Linked DNA regions of Gossypium hirsutum: all the other regions are linked to region 2. The links are chromatin contacts, called in public Hi-C maps. All regions are on one chromosome and are shown on one strand. Each heading gives the region's core, a stretch centred on a gene start, on an enhancer-like site or on the middle of the called end of the contact. The rest is flanking DNA. Distances are from core to core; before and after follow the strand shown. Region 1 holds the start of LOC107953215 (elongation factor 1-alpha). Region 2 holds the start of LOC107954349 (DNA polymerase epsilon subunit C). Region 3 holds the start of LOC121203456 (NADPH-dependent diflavin oxidoreductase 1-like).

Region 1 (2,732 bases), core at 142-2,641, 300 kb before region 2:
TTGTAGAAAACGGGTTACGTTCTTCCATAATGTTGATTCTTTTTTGGGTTTGTGTCGGGTTGAAGTTTTATCATTTCATCCATTATCTTGTTTAACTTATTCTTACTTTGTTATTTTGTTTTCAAGTTACCTGTTAGAATGATTGAATAACCAATTGTACTTGTGATCATCAAATGATTACGAGCATGCATCATCCCCTTTATTCCCAAAATTCTAATATTGGTAACCCCATAATTTGGGGCACCAAAACTATTCTCCTCCTTCAGCCAAACACTCTTTGGCGCCATCGCTTGCCTAGTCGGAGCTTGAAGGGAGATGTCCAACCCTAACTTAAAATCTTACTTTTCTTGGAGAATCCTAACAAGACAAAAACTTTCCCCATGACCAAGTTTTCCACAAAGAAAGTAAAAAACCACTCGCCTACTTGCATTATTCCTTTATACCCCAATGAAACAACTTTCACATCATACTCAAGGAACACCCCAATAAAATTACCTAGTTGCTTTGCCACCATCTCGGGCATGAACCCATGCGGTAGATCATGGAATAGAACCCAAAAATCTACAGTAAACAGTGGCATAACCATTGGTTCGTCCCCATCTTTTAACTGGTGCATAACGAGAAGATGAGAATTGAAATTCCATGGTCCTCCAGCCTTAATTCTGTTTACATCCACCGTATGATATAATCAAAAAATATACCTTCTTTCATTCTGATCAGAAATCGAAATACCCTCAATCGAATGCTAAACGTTTGCCAAAGTTGCTTGCATTGACTGAAAATTAACTAGACTCGACGTTAGAAAAGAGCCCACAAAACAATTATCAAAAGAGACCATTGAATCTGGTTTCTTTGTACCCAACTACAACACCTCATCCTCCTCATCCCATGGGATAGATTGGCAATATTCTCTTCCACATCTGTCATCCTTTAACAATGGTGGAAATAGAGAGCAATGAAACTAGAAAATAGAGAAAAGGAAAAACGTGCTATAAAGCAAAGACAAGAATGCTACAAAGCAGAGAATAAATTTACTTCATAGTTGATAAATATTTTATATTTGAAATGCTTATATTATTTAAACTATTAAAATTTATAGATAATTAATATCTTATTATAAAATATTTTAATTATTTTATATTACATGAAATAAATAAAATTAATTGTATAATTGTATATTTTTTAAATAATAATTACTCTAATTAAGTGAAATATTTAATTAATTAAAATGAAATAATTAAATGGGTAAATAGTGACATAAAAAAGTTAATTAATAAATTTAAGTAAAATACAAATGACAGCGTTTCGCCAGTAGTTTCGATAGTGTCCAGAGAGTTCCCAGAGAACCCCCGGCTTTAACTGTAGTCAATCAAACGAAATACAAGGGCAATTTCGTAAAACTGCCTTAATTGGATCTCCTTGTGTAACCCTAACCCTAGCTCTTGTTGCTTTTTCTCAATATATATAGTAGGCAGAGCCCTTACCGGTTACCCCAATTCTTCATTTTCATTTTATTGTTCCTTCCTTCGCCGTCTACTGCTCTTGTGACCTCGATTTCAAGGCGAGTAGTCTCATCTCATTATCCTTTCTTTTCTTCTATTATTTTTATCTAAGACGATGATTTGAAGCTTTGTATATATATATGGATTCATCTTGTGTTGAGATTTATGATTTGTTGTTGATTTTAATCTGTATTTTTGAGGTTCGATTTTTTTTCTCTTTCAATGTTGATTTCGCGATAGATCTTGTTTTTATTGGATCGAATCTAAGATAATAAGGTGATCTGAAATTATTTTGGTGTATATTTTTGTTTACTTTGCTTTTTCGGAATGATACTGTTTGCCTTGGGTAAACAACTTGTCTTCTCATTTTCTCTTTTTATTATTGTTCAACATAAGCTTAGTTGAGACCATGTCTTTCTTCATCTCTGAGTTATGAATTTTAATCAGCCTAGCTCTGAGTTTAGAGATTTTCTTTCTAGCAGCTTTTGAAAACACATTTATGATCCATGTGAAATTTCATATGTACGTTTTTTTAATATTTTGATTTTAACTGTTCCCCTCTTTTTGTTCTTGTGGTTTTGTACAGTGAAACAGAATGGGTAAGGAAAAGACTCACATTAACATTGTGGTCATTGGCCATGTCGATTCCGGAAAATCGACCACCACTGGCCACCTGATCTACAAGCTTGGTGGTATTGACAAGCGTGTGATTGAAAGGTTTGAGAAAGAAGCTGCTGAGATGAACAAGAGGTCATTCAAGTATGCTTGGGTGCTTGACAAGCTCAAGGCTGAACGTGAGCGTGGTATCACCATTGATATTGCCTTGTGGAAATTTGAGACCACCAAATACTACTGCACTGTGATTGATGCGCCTGGACACCGTGACTTTATCAAGAACATGATTACTGGTACCTCGCAGGCTGACTGTGCTGTTTTGATTATTGATTCCACCACTGGTGGTTTTGAGGCTGGTATCTCCAAGGATGGTCAGACTCGTGAGCATGCTTTGCTTGCTTTTACCCTTGGTGTCAAGCAAATGATTTGCTGTTGCAACAAGGTAAAAATCATTATCTGTTTACATTTGTGTTATTGGGAGACTTTGATGCTAATTTTTGTTTGTTTTTTCTGTATAGATGGATGCCACTACCCCTAAATACTCGAAGGCTAGGTATGATGAAATCGTGAAGGAAGTCTCTTCCTACTTGAAGAAGGTTGGATACAACCCTGACA
Region 2 (2,700 bases), core at 156-2,655:
TTCAAATGAGAGAACAGCATAAGGTAGATTTTGATGCAATACAGGAATCACCATAAAAGTATAACCCTAAGCCACATAAACCAATTTTAAACTAATGTTTCTATAAACTCATCTATAGAAGCTTTCATCCTGCTGACCAAACCGTGAGAATCCATTGGCAGTATCACATTCCATAAGAATCCGACTTTTTTAGCTCAGAAACATTATTGTAACAATAGATATTAATCTTTATGAACATATAACATATCTAAGAAAACCACTGAAAACCCCTATCTTTACCGAAAATGCATCTCAAGCTTCAATCCTGGCAATAGTTAGTGTTGTTTGAGCAAATATGTGTAAGGTCGAGTAAGTCAAGGCTCATGCTAATATTCTACGGTAATGTCAGATAGAACCGGCAAAGGAAACAACATATACAAGGAGGATTCAAAAAGGAACGTACATAGGTGCTTGTAACTAAGTGATTTCTTGCGATCTTTAATGGAGCATTTGTATCCATCTTCGCAGAACTTTTCAAGAAACAATTCCTGCAAAAAAACAAAAACACATTTAGACAATAAACAATATGAAACAGAGTGATAATTACCTTTGGATCAAACAATGCTCATACCATACCAATTCCACAGAGAAGAAGAAACAACATGCAAAACACCAATTTTTTTTAAAATTAAAAAACAACAAATTTGAGCAGAATTAAAGCAATGATTTAAGACCAACAATTTCAAGATCCCAACTTTTCAAAATACATTTAAGGCATGCATTCAACCAAACATAGACCCCATAAATGACAGCAAAGGATTATCAAGCTTTAACCTTGGAGGATAAACACATTGGGAAAAAAACCCCACTTTATGACTTTAAAGACTATAAAAAAGGAAGGAAAAGATTCAAAGGAAACCCTAAAGGCATTCAGGAAAATAACCCCAAAAAAGGGGGAAAGAAAAAGGAATTACCGCGGCTTTGTTAACAAGAAAAACAACATCTTGAGAAACAGCCATATGTGAATCTTCAGTCTTGATTATCCTCTTGATTCTGTTCATTGGAAATTTACACACCTTTGCTTCTTCTTCTTCCTCGTCTACTTCTTCCTTTCGCTTCCTTTTGCTGTAGGGTTTAACGTTCTTGTGGGAGTTGTTTCTGTTTTCTTGGGGTTCTGATTCAGAGCTTGAAGATGGGTCGGCAATAACCTGGGACTTGACCGGGATTCCATTGCTGCTCTGGTTTTTGCTTTTGTCTGGCTTTGATTCGGGATTTGGCTTTGATTTGGTAGGTATTTTGGAGGCACTTGCTTTCTTCTCTGGTTTTTTAATGGATTTTTTTTTGTCTTTGTCAGCGGTTCTGTTGCTCTTCTCCTTATTCTTCTTGTTCCTGTTCTCTTCTTTGGGTTTCTTGGAAGAGGAGGCCATTGCGCTCTCTCTCTCTCTCACAGATTCCGGAAAATCTCAACTCCGAACTCCATGGATCTGATATCTAAGGCCATTATGTAGATTGGGTTCTCTCATGGGCTTAACTTTAAATGGGCTACAAAACCAATTCGTGAGTGACAAAAAGTTGGATTCCCTTTTAAAAGAAGTCTTAAAAATCCAATTAACTGCAACACAATTCAGATGGGACCAGCTTCAATATATTGTACTCTGAATTTTAGACAAAAAAAAATCTATAAATCGGTAATAGTTAAGTATCACCGAGAAAATACATGGACGTATCACTAAATCAAATGCTCAACAATGATAGTTTTACAAGCACATGAGGCTAAGCAAAAGTAGCACCAACATGAAGATTATGAGTACATTCTTTTATTACTAACTCATCAAGTAGTTCAAAAACAGGCAGCAATTTCCTATCTCTACAGTTCATTTCAATCAGAAACTCCCAACAATGTGGTTCTGGTTTAAACCCCGTTTCAGCCAATCCAAACAATGCTGTAACTGCATCATCTACCATTCCGGCTTTACAAAGCTGAATCAACACCTCATTCGACGTTGCATAATGTGGGAAAAACCCCCTATCCAACATCAGACCCAACAGCTTAGCTGCCTTTTCCATTTCATCTTTCTGGCATAATGCATTCAATACAATTCTGTAACTTGCTTTGTTCAAGTAAACACCTTCGTATGGCAGCTTCTCGAGCATCTGAAGCACCTCATGGAACCTACTTTCTCGGCATAACCCACCAAGTAATACATTTAAAGTAACAACATCGGCTTCACATTTGTTTTCCTTCATTTCCTTAAGCAATGACATCGCCTCATCGATTCTACTAGCCCTACAAAGGCAATTCATCAATGTAGTATAAACAATTGTATCAGGTTTCAGACCTGTGCTCTTCATTTCAACAAAAAGTTGTTTGGCTTCTTCCCAACTTCCCTCCTTGCATAAGCCATTCATCAAAGCAGAGTAATTGAATAAATTAGGGCTGCATCCATTGTTTTTCATAAACTCTATTATCTTTCTCGCCCGATCGACTTTTCCTTCACGACAGAAGCCATTAATTAACAAATTATAGGTTAAAGCATCAGGCAATATCTGATCCTTACCAACCATTTCCTCAAACAATTCGATGGCTTCCTTAAGTCGTCTACTTTCACAGAGACCGCCTATCAAGGTTGAGTAAGTAATCAGACTGGGATAAGAAACCTTAGATTTTTTCATCTCGTTTACAACTTCAAACGCAGATTCAAGGTCTCCATTATTACAATG
Region 3 (2,700 bases), core at 117-2,616, 320 kb before region 2:
TACCCTGGCATCGCGCTGACGTGGACGCGATTTCGCGGAAAATGGACCATTCCGGTAAATAATTAAAAATTGGCCCATTTCGGTAATTAAAAAAAAAAGACTTTTATTGGTAAATTGCCCTTCATTTTTTTAGTCTAAAACCGTTAAAACACTAACGGTAGACTACTGTGGCAGTTAACTTAATGACATGTATTTTTTTTTCTATTATTTTTTTCCCATAATTTTCATGTAATTTTATAATTAAAAAAAACTATTTTTAACCCCAAAACGGTGTTTTAAAACTCTTTGATTGTTGTTCATTATAACAGCAGAAACAGTGAACTAACTCTAATGAAAATTTGAAAATTAACTGAATCAAACAACATTAGATAATTACAAGCTTGCCACCCATCCATCATTTATAATATTAAAAGTTAAAAAAATGGGGAAATAGTGTAATTTGATTATTTTTAGTTACTGATTCAAGAATAGGTCATCGATCCCCAAAAAAATGAGACCGGGTTGGGTCACGATTCATAGTCCAGCTCCAGCTTTGGCGCGATATATCTTGCCAAAAATGTGGAGAGCGGCGACAAATGCAATAAAACAAAGAGTCATGATTAGGACAACGGTAGGGGAGATCTTCAAGCCTGGAGCATCGTCTGTGTAGAACCAGAGCATGTTGCTTCCAAAATCGGAGCCGGCGGAAGGCGGGGCAGAGGTGGTAGCGCCTCCCATAACCCTGCAGCAATGCATTCTTTTCCCCTTTATTCTTCAGGGCTTTAAAGCACCTAAAACTTATCAAAACGGTACCATTTTGGGTTTATTTTTTATTTTATTTTAACGGTTTTGGACTAAAAAGATAAATTGATAAGTTAGGCGACTTGACTAGAGGTGTCCATGGGCCGGGTCGGGCCCAAAAAAATTCAGCTCGCATCCTAGGCCCTGGCCCGACCCAAAATATCGGCTTGAAATTTTGTCCAGGCCCGGCTCGGGAAAAAAATTCTAAGCCCGAGACTGGCCCATTTTTTAATAAACACCAAAAAATTATTTTAAAAATAATAAATAAAAAAGTATTTTAAAAATATTTTAAAAATAAAAAATAAAAAAAATTTATTATATATTCGGGCCGGGCTGGGTCGGGCAAAAAAGTGGTGCCCGAGGCCCGACCTGTTTTCTAAACGGGCCTCTTTTTTTACCCAAACCCATATTTCGGGCCTATATTTTTACTCGAATCCTCCCATATTTCGGACGGGTCATCGGGCTGGGCCCGGTCGCCCGGCCCATGGACACCTCTAGACTTGACAATAAAATTTCTAATAATCAGATGACTGTTTATGTAATTTACATTAAAATAAAAATAGAGATTAAAAGAAATAGCACAAGTACCAAAGTCACGGTACGGGCCAAAAGAGTTTAAGCAGAGAATTAAGGGTTCTGAAGGCATCTGGACGTAACCTCTAACTTAACCCGACCCGCGATCACTTTTTCCGCGAACCTTATTTCTACAGATTCTTGAATCTTCCGTCGATTCCGATTAACCCTAGAAGGAGCACTTTATTCTCCAAGTTTAGCAATGGAGATGAAGACGAAGACACTACTCATACTATACGCAACTCAGACGGGAAACGCATTAGATGTAGCCGAGCGTATTGCACGAGAAGCTGAGCGAAGAGCCTGCACCGTCGTTATTAGTTCAACCGACGATTATGATGCTGTAATTTATCTCTTCCTTTTTCTTTTTCCATTTAAAAATATTTTCTGAGTAACTTACTTGATACTGTTTTGCAGAATTCGTTGCCTGCTGAAGACACTGTCATTTTTGTTGTTTCTACCACAGGCCAAGGGGATACTCCAGATTCTATGAAGGCAAGGCTAACCCTATTTTTTTTCTTCAAATATCCTATTTTTGTTCCTAGTATGCCTCAAATTTATTGTTTTCGCTTTCCTAATCTTTTATATACATACATTTATTATATTGCAGGTATTTTGGAGGTTTCTTCTGCAAAGAAATCTTGGCAGCCATTGGTTGGAAGGAATTCACTATGCAGTGTTTGGATTAGGAGATTCAGGGTACCAAAAATATAATGTAATGGTTTTCTACAGTTGATTTTATTGCATTTTTAAATTCATATCTACTGTTTTTCACACAACATTTATTTATATTATATTTTGTTTTTATTCTTCATTTTTTGTGGCTTATATCAGTGCTGTTAATGTTCCTCATCTTTGAGTACAATGTTTGAGGAGCCCAATGACTTCATATACTCTTGATGACATTATGATTATTATCAAATGCCTATTTTCAATGCGGATCACTATTATCCATATTGCTTCATGAAGGCCACTAATTCCAATGTCCCGAGACATCTTCACATTGAAGGAAAAATAGGGAAACAGGGGAGGCCACTCTAGAAACATGCGTTAATGTCTCGAGACACATTATGGGATTTTGATTTTTAGAGTTGGATTCAAATCAGGACTCCGCATTCGACCTCGTATAGCCCCGGGGTTTAATTAATGAGATTGTTATACATTTGTAAGGCATGATTACATTCGTGATTGATATTAATTTGATTTAAGCCATAAGCTATGAATACGGTGGCTTTCTATGGGTTTCTTGTTTCTATTAAATTGCTTGGCATGTAGTTTGATTGACGCTGTTCCTGGTGCATAATTAGAGCGAAACTTAATTTGGCATGTGGTGGCTGCAGTTTGTTG

What was found. Hi-C and Micro-C count contacts between places; a contact is called where the count stands out from the background.
Region 1: a Hi-C map of leaf shows a contact between it and region 2, with 3 times the contacts expected there. The contact joins the promoter of LOC107953215 here to the promoter of LOC107954349 in region 2. A contact is called at or near these places in 6 of 34 Hi-C or Micro-C datasets (all in leaf).
Region 3: a contact with region 2 is called in a Hi-C map of hypocotyl, with 3 times the contacts expected there. The contact joins the promoter of LOC121203456 here to the promoter of LOC107954349 in region 2. A contact is called at or near these places in 5 of 34 Hi-C or Micro-C datasets (hypocotyl and leaf).

The regions. Positions count from the first base shown.
Region 1 is chrD07:17,633,626-17,636,357 of Gossypium_hirsutum_v2.1, forward strand. It overlaps LOC107953215 (elongation factor 1-alpha), which reads left to right and starts at 1,392. Exons shown (of 3, transcript XM_016888454.2): 1 at 1,392-1,561; 2 at 2,089-2,559; 3 at 2,636-2,732. The coding sequence starts at 2,098.
Region 2 is chrD07:17,930,793-17,933,492 of Gossypium_hirsutum_v2.1, forward strand. It overlaps LOC107954349 (DNA polymerase epsilon subunit C), which reads right to left and starts at 1,406. Exons shown (of 4, transcript XM_016889883.2): 1 at 954-1,406; 2 at 443-527. The coding sequence starts at 1,406. LOC107954347 (pentatricopeptide repeat-containing protein At5g18475) reads right to left here. Exons shown (of 1, transcript XM_016889882.2): 1 at 1,603-2,700. The coding sequence ends at 1,753.
Region 3 is chrD07:17,608,318-17,611,017 of Gossypium_hirsutum_v2.1, forward strand. It overlaps LOC121203456 (NADPH-dependent diflavin oxidoreductase 1-like), which reads left to right and starts at 1,367. Exons shown (of 13, transcript XM_041097633.1): 1 at 1,367-1,696; 2 at 1,771-1,848; 3 at 1,964-2,068; 4 at 2,694-2,700. The coding sequence starts at 1,556.